Regions from separate parts of the Mus musculus genome. Here region 1 is linked to region 2. Evidence: chromatin contacts called from public HiChIP or PLAC-seq data. All regions are on one chromosome and are shown on one strand. The core of a region is the stretch at or near the end of the contact, and the rest is flanking DNA. Distances in the headings are between cores, read along the strand shown.

What was found. HiChIP or PLAC-seq counts read pairs in DNA pulled down with a chosen protein or histone mark.
Region 1: a contact with region 2 is called in an H3K27ac HiChIP or PLAC-seq map of epiblast stem cells. The contact joins the enhancer-like site here to the promoter of Bhlhb9 in region 2. A contact is called at or near these places in 2 of 39 promoter capture datasets (embryonic stem cells and hippocampal neurons), 1 of 15 datasets of contacts at CTCF or cohesin (CD8 T cells), 2 of 484 Hi-C or Micro-C datasets (the N1E-115 cell line and cortical neurons), 8 of 115 datasets of contacts at active chromatin or transcription factors (the SCID.adh cell line, embryonic forebrain, embryonic stem cells and 3 more) and 1 of 9 other capture datasets (adipose tissue).

What each region holds. Positions count from the first base shown.
Region 1 is chrX:135,922,975-135,928,150 of GRCm38.p6, forward strand. No RefSeq gene overlaps it. Among named protein-coding and RNA genes, the nearest start is that of Gm31214, 9.4 kb to the right of the region's middle. Within about 2 kb of position 3,202, at least 3 of the 459 cell types and tissues checked have an H3K27ac peak or open chromatin away from gene starts, as enhancers often do. A contact at or near this core is called in epiblast stem cells, where this site is marked.
Region 2 is chrX:135,883,788-135,889,431 of GRCm38.p6, forward strand. It overlaps Bhlhb9 (basic helix-loop-helix domain containing, class B9), which reads left to right and starts at 2,064. Exons shown (of 5, transcript NM_001098222.1): 1 at 2,064-2,300; 2 at 3,058-3,139; 3 at 3,474-3,530; 4 at 4,585-4,692; 5 at 4,964-5,644. The coding sequence starts at 5,254.

The DNA.
Region 1 (5,176 bases), core at 1,952-4,451, 40 kb after region 2:
GCGCCACCACGCCCAGCCCAGAGCCAGAATTTTTTAAAAATTTCATTCACTGGTAGAAATCCTTCTACATCCATCATGTTTGGAATCTCTAAACCCAAAGATAAGAGGTTCAGCATCTATCCAATAGGAAAAAGAAACTGAACCTGTGTGTGTATATGTGGTTATCGAATTTAAGACCCAGAAAATATAGCACATACAATGTCATGTTTCAGTTATAGTGAAACACACACATACACACAAAACAAATATGCACACAAACTGTTTACATTATTAATTTTCTGTGCTTTGGGGGATTGAACCCAGGTCTTTATACATTCTAGGCAAGTGCTCTACCACTGTTGTATATGCCTAGTCCTGAAACAATTAATTTACTTATTTTTCCCATGAAAAATATGGTTTGTACCTATTGCAAAAATAGTAGCTGTATCTGTGTGCCATTATCATGAACCCACACATTTATTCTGTAAATTCTTATTTTATATATTTTCCTGATTTATAATCTTTAAATATAGCGTAATGGATGTTTATAAAACAAAAGATATGCATATGTATATACAATAATTTATATACCTGTAAGACAGAAATGATCAATAAACAAGGTAGCATTTATTTTTTCACACACACACACATACATACATACACACATGCATACATACATATATACCATGTTTTGGTTGTGAGAACAGTTGAAATATACTTTGACCTACATATGCAGCTAGAGACATAAGCTCTGGGGGTACTGGTTAGTTCATATTGTTGTTCCACCTAGAGGGTTGCAGACTCCTTCAGCTCCTTGGGTACTTTCTCTAGCTTCTCCATTGGGGGCCCTGTGTTCCATCTAATAGATGACTGTGAGCATCCACTAGTTGGCCATCACTGGGAAGAGAGGCCCCTTGGTCATGCAAACTTTATGTGCCGCAGTATAGGGGAATGCCAAGGCCAAGAAGTGGAAGTGGGTGGGTAGGGGAGCAGGGTGGGGGGAGGGTATAGAGATCTTTCGGGATAGCATTTGAAATGTATATAAAGAAAATATCTAATAGAAAGAGAGAGAGAGCGAGAGAGAGAGAGACAGAGAGAGAGAGAGAGAGAGAGAGAGAGAGAGAAAGTATACTTTGACCAAATTTCCAAATTATACTACATTTTTGAAGCTTTTTTGTTTTGTTTTTTGACTTTTTGGGGAGTTGTTGTTTTTTGTTTTTTTGTTTGTTTTTTTTTTTTTTTGAGACAGGGTCTCACTATTAACTATCCAGAAACTCTATGCAGATCAAGTTGGCCATTAACTCACAGAGATTTAATTACAGTATAATAATGCTATGTCTAGCATAGTTAGGCTAATCTTGGATAGGTGCAGTTTTGTACTCTTTAATCAGTTTCTCCTTCTACCACCCCTGGTAATATTACCAGCCCTAGTTGATGAGAAGTTGGTCAATGAAATGACCACATTTATTTTTGTTTATTTTTATTATTTTCTTCCTTCTTTCCTTCCTTCCTTCCTTCCTTCCTTCCTTCCTTCCTTCCTTCCTTCCTTCCTTCCTTCCTTTTTTGTTTTTGTTTTTGTTTGTTTGTTTTTCCAGACAGAGTTTCTCTGTGTAGCCCCTGCTTTCTTTTAACTCACTCTGTAGACCAGGCTAGCCTCAAACTCAGAAATCTGCCTGCCTCTGCCTCCCAAGTACTGGGATTAAAAGCGCTTGCCACCACTGCCCAGCTTAATTTTTCTTTTTTAATTAAACCAAAACAGGGGAATGTTAACATTCTGTCTAAACTCCACCCTACAGTTACGTGGAGCAACTGTCAAGTATGCTCCTCCCCACAGTTACCTGGCAACAGCCAGGTAGGCCTGACCTACTATAAAAGGGGCTGCTTGCCCCCTCCTCACTCTCTTGCCTCCCTCTCTTACTCTTGCTTTCTGCTTGCTTCTCTCTTGCCCTCTATCACATTATTATTACATGTTATAAATACACGTTGTCATTACATGAGTTACTACATTAGTACTGTAATTAACATGAGGGTGCAGACATTTTTGTTATTTAGTGATGTCATATCTTTTGGATAGAGAATTGGACTGCTAGTAATTCTGTACTTAATATGTATTAAGCCCCATATTGCTTACATACTGTCCAGATAAATCTACATTTCCATCAACAGTTTGGAAGGGTTCTGTTTTCACCACATCCTTGCAAACCTTTATTACATATAATTCTTGACATTAGCTATAGAAGCAGATATGAGATGTTATTTGGTTTTGATTTTTATTACCATTTTCTTGGTTCTTAGTGATGATGCATATTTTTTCACATGCTTTCTTTCCATATCTATGTCCTTTTGAAAAAAATATTTCTTAAGGTTCTTTGCTTACGTATTTTAGAATTAGGTGATGTTAAACATGTCTCTTAAAAGTTTTTGCTTATATATTGTAAAATTAGGTGATTTGGCTTTTGTTGCATGCATGTGTGTGTGTGTATACTTGTATATAGTAGCAATATACAAGTATATTCTTATAGATAGAATTTACAAGTATATTCTCTCATTTTAAAGGTACAGTTTTTAATTTTATTGGTTATCTTTGATTTTTTATTGGTATACTCTTGCTTGTTTGTGCCAATGACTTTAGTGCCACTTCTGCCAATATTAAGGAACATCCTACATGTTCTTCTATGAGTTGTAAATTGTCAGGTATTAAGTTGATATCTTCTTTGTTATGTTTGGTGTTTCTGTTTTGTGATACTTTCTATATGCTAAACAAGCAATCTATCAGTGAAATATACCACCTAGCACTTTATCTTTAATCTACTTTAAATTTTTGGGAGGGGGCATAGTGCAATTTAGGGATCCAAATTCTCAAAAAGAATTTCATTATTTTGTATGTAACTATCCAGTTTTCTCAGCAACATTTAGTGAGGAGACAATTTTTTCTCAATTGTGTTCTTGGCAGGCTTGTCCAACATTATTAACCATCAGAAGAAGGCAGAACAAAGCTACTTTAAGGTTCTGTGTCACACTAGACAGACTTGCATTCATCAAGAAATCAAATAACAAAAGATGGTGTAAGGATGTGGGGGAGAAGGCGCTCGTATTCACTGTTGGTGGGAGTATAAACAGGAACAGCCACTGGGTGCTTTGAATGAGAATGGTCCCCACAGGCTCTTATCTTTGAATAGTTGTTTCCCAGTCGTTGGAACTGATTGGGAAAGATTAGCTGAGCTCTGGTTGGAGGAGTGTGTCACCAGGGGTAGGCTTGGGCTTTCAAAGGACTCAAATGTCACTCTCATTATGCTCTCCACTTCCTGTCTGAAGATCTAAAAGTGAGCTCTCAGCTGCAGCTCCAGCACCATACCTCCTTGCTTGCATGCGTGCCTGCTGCTATGCTCCCATGCTATGATGGTCATGGATCCCAATCCCTCTGGAACTGTAAGACCCAATAAAAGTTTCCTTCTATAAGTTGCTTTGGTCATGATGATTTATCACAGCAACAAAAATGTTACTAATATAGACCCATTATAAAAATCAGTGTCGGGGTTGCTCAAAAAGTTAGATATAGAAATACTGTATGATTCAGTTATACCACTCCTTGATATATTCAAAGAGTTTGACACCCTATGACAGAGATACGTGTTCAACCATGTTCCTAGATATTTATATAGCTAGGAAATGGATTCTGCCTTGATGTCCATCAAATAATGAATGGAAAAAGAAAATGTGGTGCATATACACAGTGAAATTTTATTCAGTGGCTAAAAAGTGAATTGCAGGTAAATAGACAGAGTTCAGGAAAAAATATACTGAGAGAGAAACCATGGGCCCCAATAGATGTATGTTTTTTCTCATATATGCACCCTAATTTTAAATCTTTAGATTTGTGTGGTTAACTTGGAAGTCCTTTAGCAGCAAGGAAAGAAGACAATGGCCATATTGTGGTGAGTATGATTTAAGGGGCAAGGGAAGGATGCCAGAATATAAGTTATATGAGATTAGGGGAAGATAATGGGCGTGAAAAGGTTTAATCGGGTATGGGTGAAGGGAAGGGGACGTTGGGAGCATTAACCAACAAGATCAGTATATGAAAAACATATGGAAACCTACTATTTTATAAGCTAACTAAAACAAAAGTTAAAAAGAAGACATGATAGAGATCCTTCAGGGCTGGATAATGCTGATTCTAAACAGCCTTGAATTATTAAAAAAAATCCCAATGCCAGGTATAGAATACTCTCTTATGAGCTGTTGACCGGGAAGGCCACGGAAGTCTCTTTGCATTCCTCTTGGTTGCCCACAGAATAGATGATAAAGCCCCATTACTTTAGTTGCAAGAGAAAGTAGAGCTGGAAATGAACTTAAAGCATCCTTCCTGTTAGCCAGCCTTCATTATGTCAGGGGCTGTACAGGCTGCTAGGGGAGAAAATAGATCGGCAGTCTAACCTACCTGTGAACCTTCAGAGCTACAGTACTAATTAACCTGCTAGGTAAAAATGCGCGCACTGGTGTAACAGCAGCACAACTGAAATGGTTAGGTTTGAGGCAAGCTCAGCAGGAAGGATTTCAAACCTGGAACTGTAAATCTCATCAAAATCCCGTGGTTGGGGATGTCATGGTTCCCAGTGAGGAACTTATTACAGTTGTTTGTTTAAATTGCCATGGCATCAAACTGCCTTGTAAACATCTATGCTTTTCCCCCTAGATAAAGCCTACCTTTAGCCTTTATCAGAGAAGCCTCTCTTTTCAGTGCGGTGGGGGATACCAACAACAAGATTTCCATAAATAGCATCAAGTTCATCCTCCCAGAATATGACATTTTAAGTTCTATATTCATAGACTCACATTGTTCTCCTTCTCAGCTCAGCCCCATGAAGCCACTGATCTATGATTACAAATTATGTTTCATTTTTCTGGAATTCTATATAAATGGAAACACAGAGGCTGAATTTTTTTCAATGAGGAACTTATTTTATAAAAGTTTATACAGCTATAATACTTTGGGTTTTTACATATGTACAATTTATTGTGATTATCCTCACTTCCCATTATCCTGTATTATTCCTTTTTCTTTCCTTCCGAACTTCTTTCCAATTTGTCCTTCAGGGTTTGTGAGAAAAAGACACTCCATCCCAGAGCAACCATTATGTTTATGAGCTCCTCAGGAAGAGGTAGGGCTTTGTGTGGACTTTCTCTACTTATGGCA
Region 2 (5,644 bases), core at 814-3,313:
ATTTAGTTGGGACTGCCTTACAGGTTCAGAGGTTCAGTCCATTATCATCAAGGCAGGAGCATGGCAGCATCCAGACAGGCATAGTGCAGGAGGAGCTGAGAGTTCTACATCTTCATCTGAAGGCTGCTAGCAGAATACTGGCTTCTAGGCAGCTAGGATGAGGGTCTTAAAGCCCATGCCCACAGTGACACACCTACTCCAACAAGGCCACACTTCCTAATAGTGCTACTCCCTGGGCCAAGCATATACAGACTATCAATGTAACATGTATTCAGGGACTAGTCATGTCTAATTCCTATTACAATAATTATCAATGGAGTGAAAGGACAGCTCAACGTTCACAATCCCTCCCTCAAAGGAGTAACACATATAGGATTCTTTGGGGATGCAAAAAATGGGTTTTCTACTTCAATATAGAAAACGTTGAATCCGCACATCTCCTTCAGTGGGGCAGGGGTATGATGGCATTGAATGTTTTGCATCCTCTCTTATGACTCGTGTCCTTTTGCCTACCTCTGTCTTTCCTTGCTACCTAAAGCTACCTTCTCTTTGTCTCATTTATTAAATTTTTGGATTTTACCCACACTTCATCTGTTTGAGAGGAGTTACATAACCTGATACTTTTCTCTTTTATTCTCTTTTATTCCATTTAGGGCTAATTCTATTCAAATAATTTTACTATATTTGAATAATTCTATTATAGTGTTAGTTAATACATAATTTGTATCACATCAGTTAATAATATATTACTATCTAAAATAAAGTATGGTTTTCAGAAAAAAAAGAACAAATTAAAATCTTTTAAAATATTGGTTTTTCTGACCTACAGCAAAAAAAAAAAAAAAAGTGTGATTCTTCAGCAGTGGAGTCTTAATAGCCAAAGGATGTGGCAATAGCTTCTGTTGTTTTAGGTGCCACCGGGGCAATGGTTCTCAACCTTCCTGATGCTTTAATTCAGTTCCTTGTCTTATGGTAACCTCCAAGTACAAGATTATTCTCGTTGTTACATCATAACTGTGATTTGGCTAATGTTATGAATCATAATGTAAATATCTGATATGCAGGATATTTGATATGTGACCCCTGTGAAAAGGTCATTCAACCCTCAGTGAGGTAGCAACCCATAGGTTAAGAACCACTGCTCTGAGGCCCCTTTAACCAGTAACTCGCAGTGCTTGGTACTGGGATTTTTATTTAATAAGTCGTGTCTTCTGAGAGCAGCAGCCTGGTCCACCCATGCAGGGTACCTCTGTTCAAACTCCTTTGTCTTCAAATTATATTTTAAAATTCGCTTGCATGCTAGTTGTTTGCTTTAAGGCTTCTTCATACATTCTATGTTTGGGTTGACCTATCACCTACTCTGTCCCAACCTACTCCCACGCCACCTCCCAGTTCTTTTATGTCATATGTGACTAGATGAGTTTTTAGTCCAAATAAGTCAAAGGAAGTAAAGTGACTTTTACCCCAGACCTCTGGTTGGTTTTCCAGGGACAGAAGTCTGGCTTTACCCTGGGGGCAGCGATGTAAGCTGCAATGGTTGCTCCCATTTCTTTTCCTCTAGGAACTCCATGAAGCATTGAGAGAAAAACATGAAGAATCAAGAGTCCTCTCTGCAGACTGTTGCTAGGCTACCTGTTCCCTCTCTAGCTGCAGTACTAAAAGCCCTCCTCCCTTTCTACTGGCGTCAGAAGCTACGAGAGAACTGAAGGGTAGCAAGAGATGGAGTGCAGGGAGGGGCTGGGGGCCAGCAAAGCCCAGCTTCCTACTGAAGTACAGGAGCACTCAGTATCCCTCCGCTGCTCCCTCCTGTTCCACATCTCCAGACCACCTTCTCTCCATAGTCCCCCTCTCCAAAGCCCTCATAGACTCTAGATTTCAGCCATCTCACACACTGTTGTGGCACCCCCCCCCCAAAAAAAAGTGGTGGTGGTCTCTGGTTAGGGTGAACAGGGGTCTGCAGACGCCTACGGGTGCAACCCACCTCTCCAAGAGGAGTGGGGCTGTCTGGCCCCGCCCACTCCGAGTCGGAACTACAGTGGGTCCAGGAGGGGGCGTAGAGCCCCGTGCGCAGTATCCCTCCGCCCCCTTCCCGACACCCTCGAGGTGAGCTGTGCTTGCCGCATCCTGCGCAGCCCCTGCCTGTTTGGTGCAGAGACGTAGGGGCGGGACACGTCTCTGCCATTCCACTCGCGCGCAAAGCGGTGGGGGTTCTGTGAGAGGATCCGCCGAGGACAGAGACCAGCCGGGAGCAGGAGGGGGACGCGGGGGAGCCCGGACACCTGGGCCGTGCGCCTGGCCAGGCAAGTGGAGGTGTGTCGAGGGCTCCGAGTGGTCGCACACTGAGGACCACTGCCCGGCCCTGACAGTCCAGTGAAGGCCAGCAGGTCGCGGCCTCCCTGGAGTGTGCGCGGTGCTCGGAGACCCCAGGCGGTGGGGAGGAGGAAGCGGGAACCCGAACCGGGCCCCGGGCGCAGGGTGGCAGCCAGAGTGTCTTGAGTCTGAGGGTCTGGAGGCCTGCAGAGCAGATGGCCTGGCAGCAGGCTTTTCCCCCCGGCCCTTTTTGGTGTTTGGGCCCTGCAAGGGTTGTGGGGGAGGCGACTATGGGAGAAATGGCGGCGCGGAAGCTGGGGGTGGTGCCCCTTGGAGGTTGCTGTTCATGGGTTGGAGGCAGGTGGCCAACTCTGGTGATGGTTCAGCTGTTTGGTGAGTCGCCTTTCTACCTGGGCCCTTATTCCAGAAAGGGATCCATGTGCCCTGCATCGTGGGTGCTGTCTCTTCCCACAGACTCCTGCTTGGTGGCAAAGTCTCTTGTCAGGGTGGTAGAGGTAGTGTATTCTGGGGAAGGTGAAACATCATTAGAGGGGCGATTATGAAGATGTCAGAACATAAGAATGAAAAGTTCATCTGCCTTCAATACAGGATTGTTTTATTGCCCTCTGTATTTAGACTCCTGTACCTAATTTACTGCAAGGAATTGGTCATAATAAGGAGTTGGTCATATATACAGAACTCCTAGCTATATAAATATTATGACATTGTCCTATCTTTTATATTCAGGATCCATTTTCTCAACATTTCACCTTGAACATTTGTTTTAATGTTCGAATGGACTTAAAGTAAAGAAGAACTTTTTGTGCAGGTGGGTGTTCAATTTAGAATATTTGAAATCACTATTGGAGTTAAGTGTCTCTTTCTGGGACCCCCATATATCATCCCCAACTTTTTGTTGTCCCTCATAGTTTTATACAGCAGCAGTACGGGGTGGGGGGGGTGGGGGGGGGTGGGATGCAGTTTCTGAAGGTAGCCATTTGGGTCACACATGGGAGCTGATGGAGATCATGTACTTGGTTCCTAATTCTTTAACAGAGGTATTTGAACTTGGGTTTTGGAAATCTGCCCATAAACCTATAATTTTATACCATGGTCAACATTTTTTTTAATATTTTCCTCAATATCTTTTGCTTTCTATGTAGGTCGACTCTTCTCCAGCCAGAGGGAAGAATAGCATCTCCCGAGCATCCTGCTTTGTGGTAAGACTGGCATTCATAGCACGTGAGGCAAGATCTAGCTATACAAAGGGAGGCTGGTATTTCAAACATGACCTTGGAATTATTGTTTTCATTAGCTTCCCTGCCTTCTTCCCAAATATAGTTGCATGTGTTCCACTATCTACTTTTATACCTTGTATTTTTTCCTCAGACAAAGAAATTTAGTCCCTGAATGGGAAAATGCAAGACTTTACCGTTAGGAGGATGCATATTCAGTCAGATTACAGGTCTTGAGCACATATGAGGGATAGTTAGGGCAGGGCTGACAACATGTGGGAGACATTTAATAACCCTGAGTATACAGAAACATGTGCTGTGAACCTTTTTAGGGGAGTTCTGTCAATCCTTTTAGTGGGATTGTTGTTGTTGCTGTTGTTCCTGGTGTTGCCTTCTGCCTCTGCCTTTTTCATCCATAAACCTGTTTCTTTCTAGGTTCTTGTAGAGCAATGTTTCTCAACCTGTGGATTGTGACCCTTCTGGGGCTAGGGGTAGGGGATCAAATGATCCTTTCATAACAGTTACGTATCAGACATGCTGCATATCAGATATTTACATAACAGTCCATAACTGTAGCGAAATTACAGTTATAAAGTAGCAATGAAAATAAGTTTATGATTTAGGTTCAATACAATGTGAGGAACTCTTTTAAAGGGGCGCAGCATTAGAAAGATTAAGAACCGCTGCTGTAAAGACTTGTAAGTAGTTGTTCACTTAGAAGGTAAGCAAGAGAACAAGACTTTATTAGGGTTCTAGGTGAATATGAATGTGAACCCACACAGATGAAACCAGATCTCACCTTGGCCCCAAGGTTTTCCAGCTTTCCAACCGTTGTTGCCCTCACATTCATTACAGAGAGTGGGAGGCCAGTGAGCAAAGATTGTATCAATAGATAATTAGCAGATACTGAGTCAGAAAATGTAAGGAGAAGCCATAAGAGAACAGGGTATGAGGAAGTGTTAAGATTCATGGAGATACAAGTTTAGGTCAGTTTGTTAAATACTCAAAATTCTGATCCCATGTGTATTTTTGTCCATAGTTCTGCTGCCTTTGAAGTCAGTTGGGTGGCTTTTCATCAGTGGAAGTGAGGAAGGAGGAATTCATCCCATCACATCAGCACACTTTAGTGAAGCCTTTCTGAAAACCTGTAAGTACCTGATGGTGTATCCCAGTATATGGGACCAAAGGGGCTGGGTGCTCCTTAGCTTCTCCCACCGCAGCCATCTGTTGTGTATGGTGGAGAGAGAAGAATGGTCTGGATGCAAATACACAAGAAGTCAAATGAGATAGCAGAGTCTACTACTAATCTGTACCTTCAACCCCCTAAGTCAAATCTCTTTTCATGTCCTTCTGTGTAGCTGTCTGTATAAACGACCAAAGTTGGAGGACACTCAAAGTCTTTCTTTTTCCTACCTTAGGTCTTTCTCCACTGGTAGACTTGGATTGGGAGAAGATTGCTTTCAACGGGTCTGCCTTTGGAAATCATCGTCTTCTCCCTAACCTGAGTGTGTCTTTAATTTGTCCCTATCGTTGATAAGAGACTGTATGTCAAAAAAGGGGAATTTCTTAACGACTGAAGTGACAGTTGTCTTGGACTCTTTCTGCCAAGTTTATCTCTGACTAAGTTAACAAGTATAAAGTTTCCAGCCCGGAACAAACAGAGAACTAAGGATAAGACTCGACAGGTGTATATAACTGTGCTTCAACCATGACTGGTTCAAAGAATAAGGCTAGGGCACAGGCTAAACTAGAAAAAAGGGCAAGTGCACAAGCCAGAGCTGTGGCAGAGAGGGAGGCTGCTAATGCCAACCGAGGTGCAGGCAAAAGCCGGGACAAAGGGAAAGGTAAGGCAGGCTCTAAATCAGATGCAGTGGCAGAGGTGAAGGCAGGGTCTAAGGGAAAGGTAGTTGCTGAGACAAAAGAAGGAGCGAGACCAGAATCTAAGGCTCTAGTAAAAGGCACCTCAGATTTCAACCATAGGACTGAGAACAAGTTTGCTAGATCCACACGTAAAGATAAGCCCAGTAGTGATAACTGGTTCTGGGCTGGAGAAGATTCTGGTATTAATTCCTGGTTCTGGAAGGGAGAAGAGCTTAGTA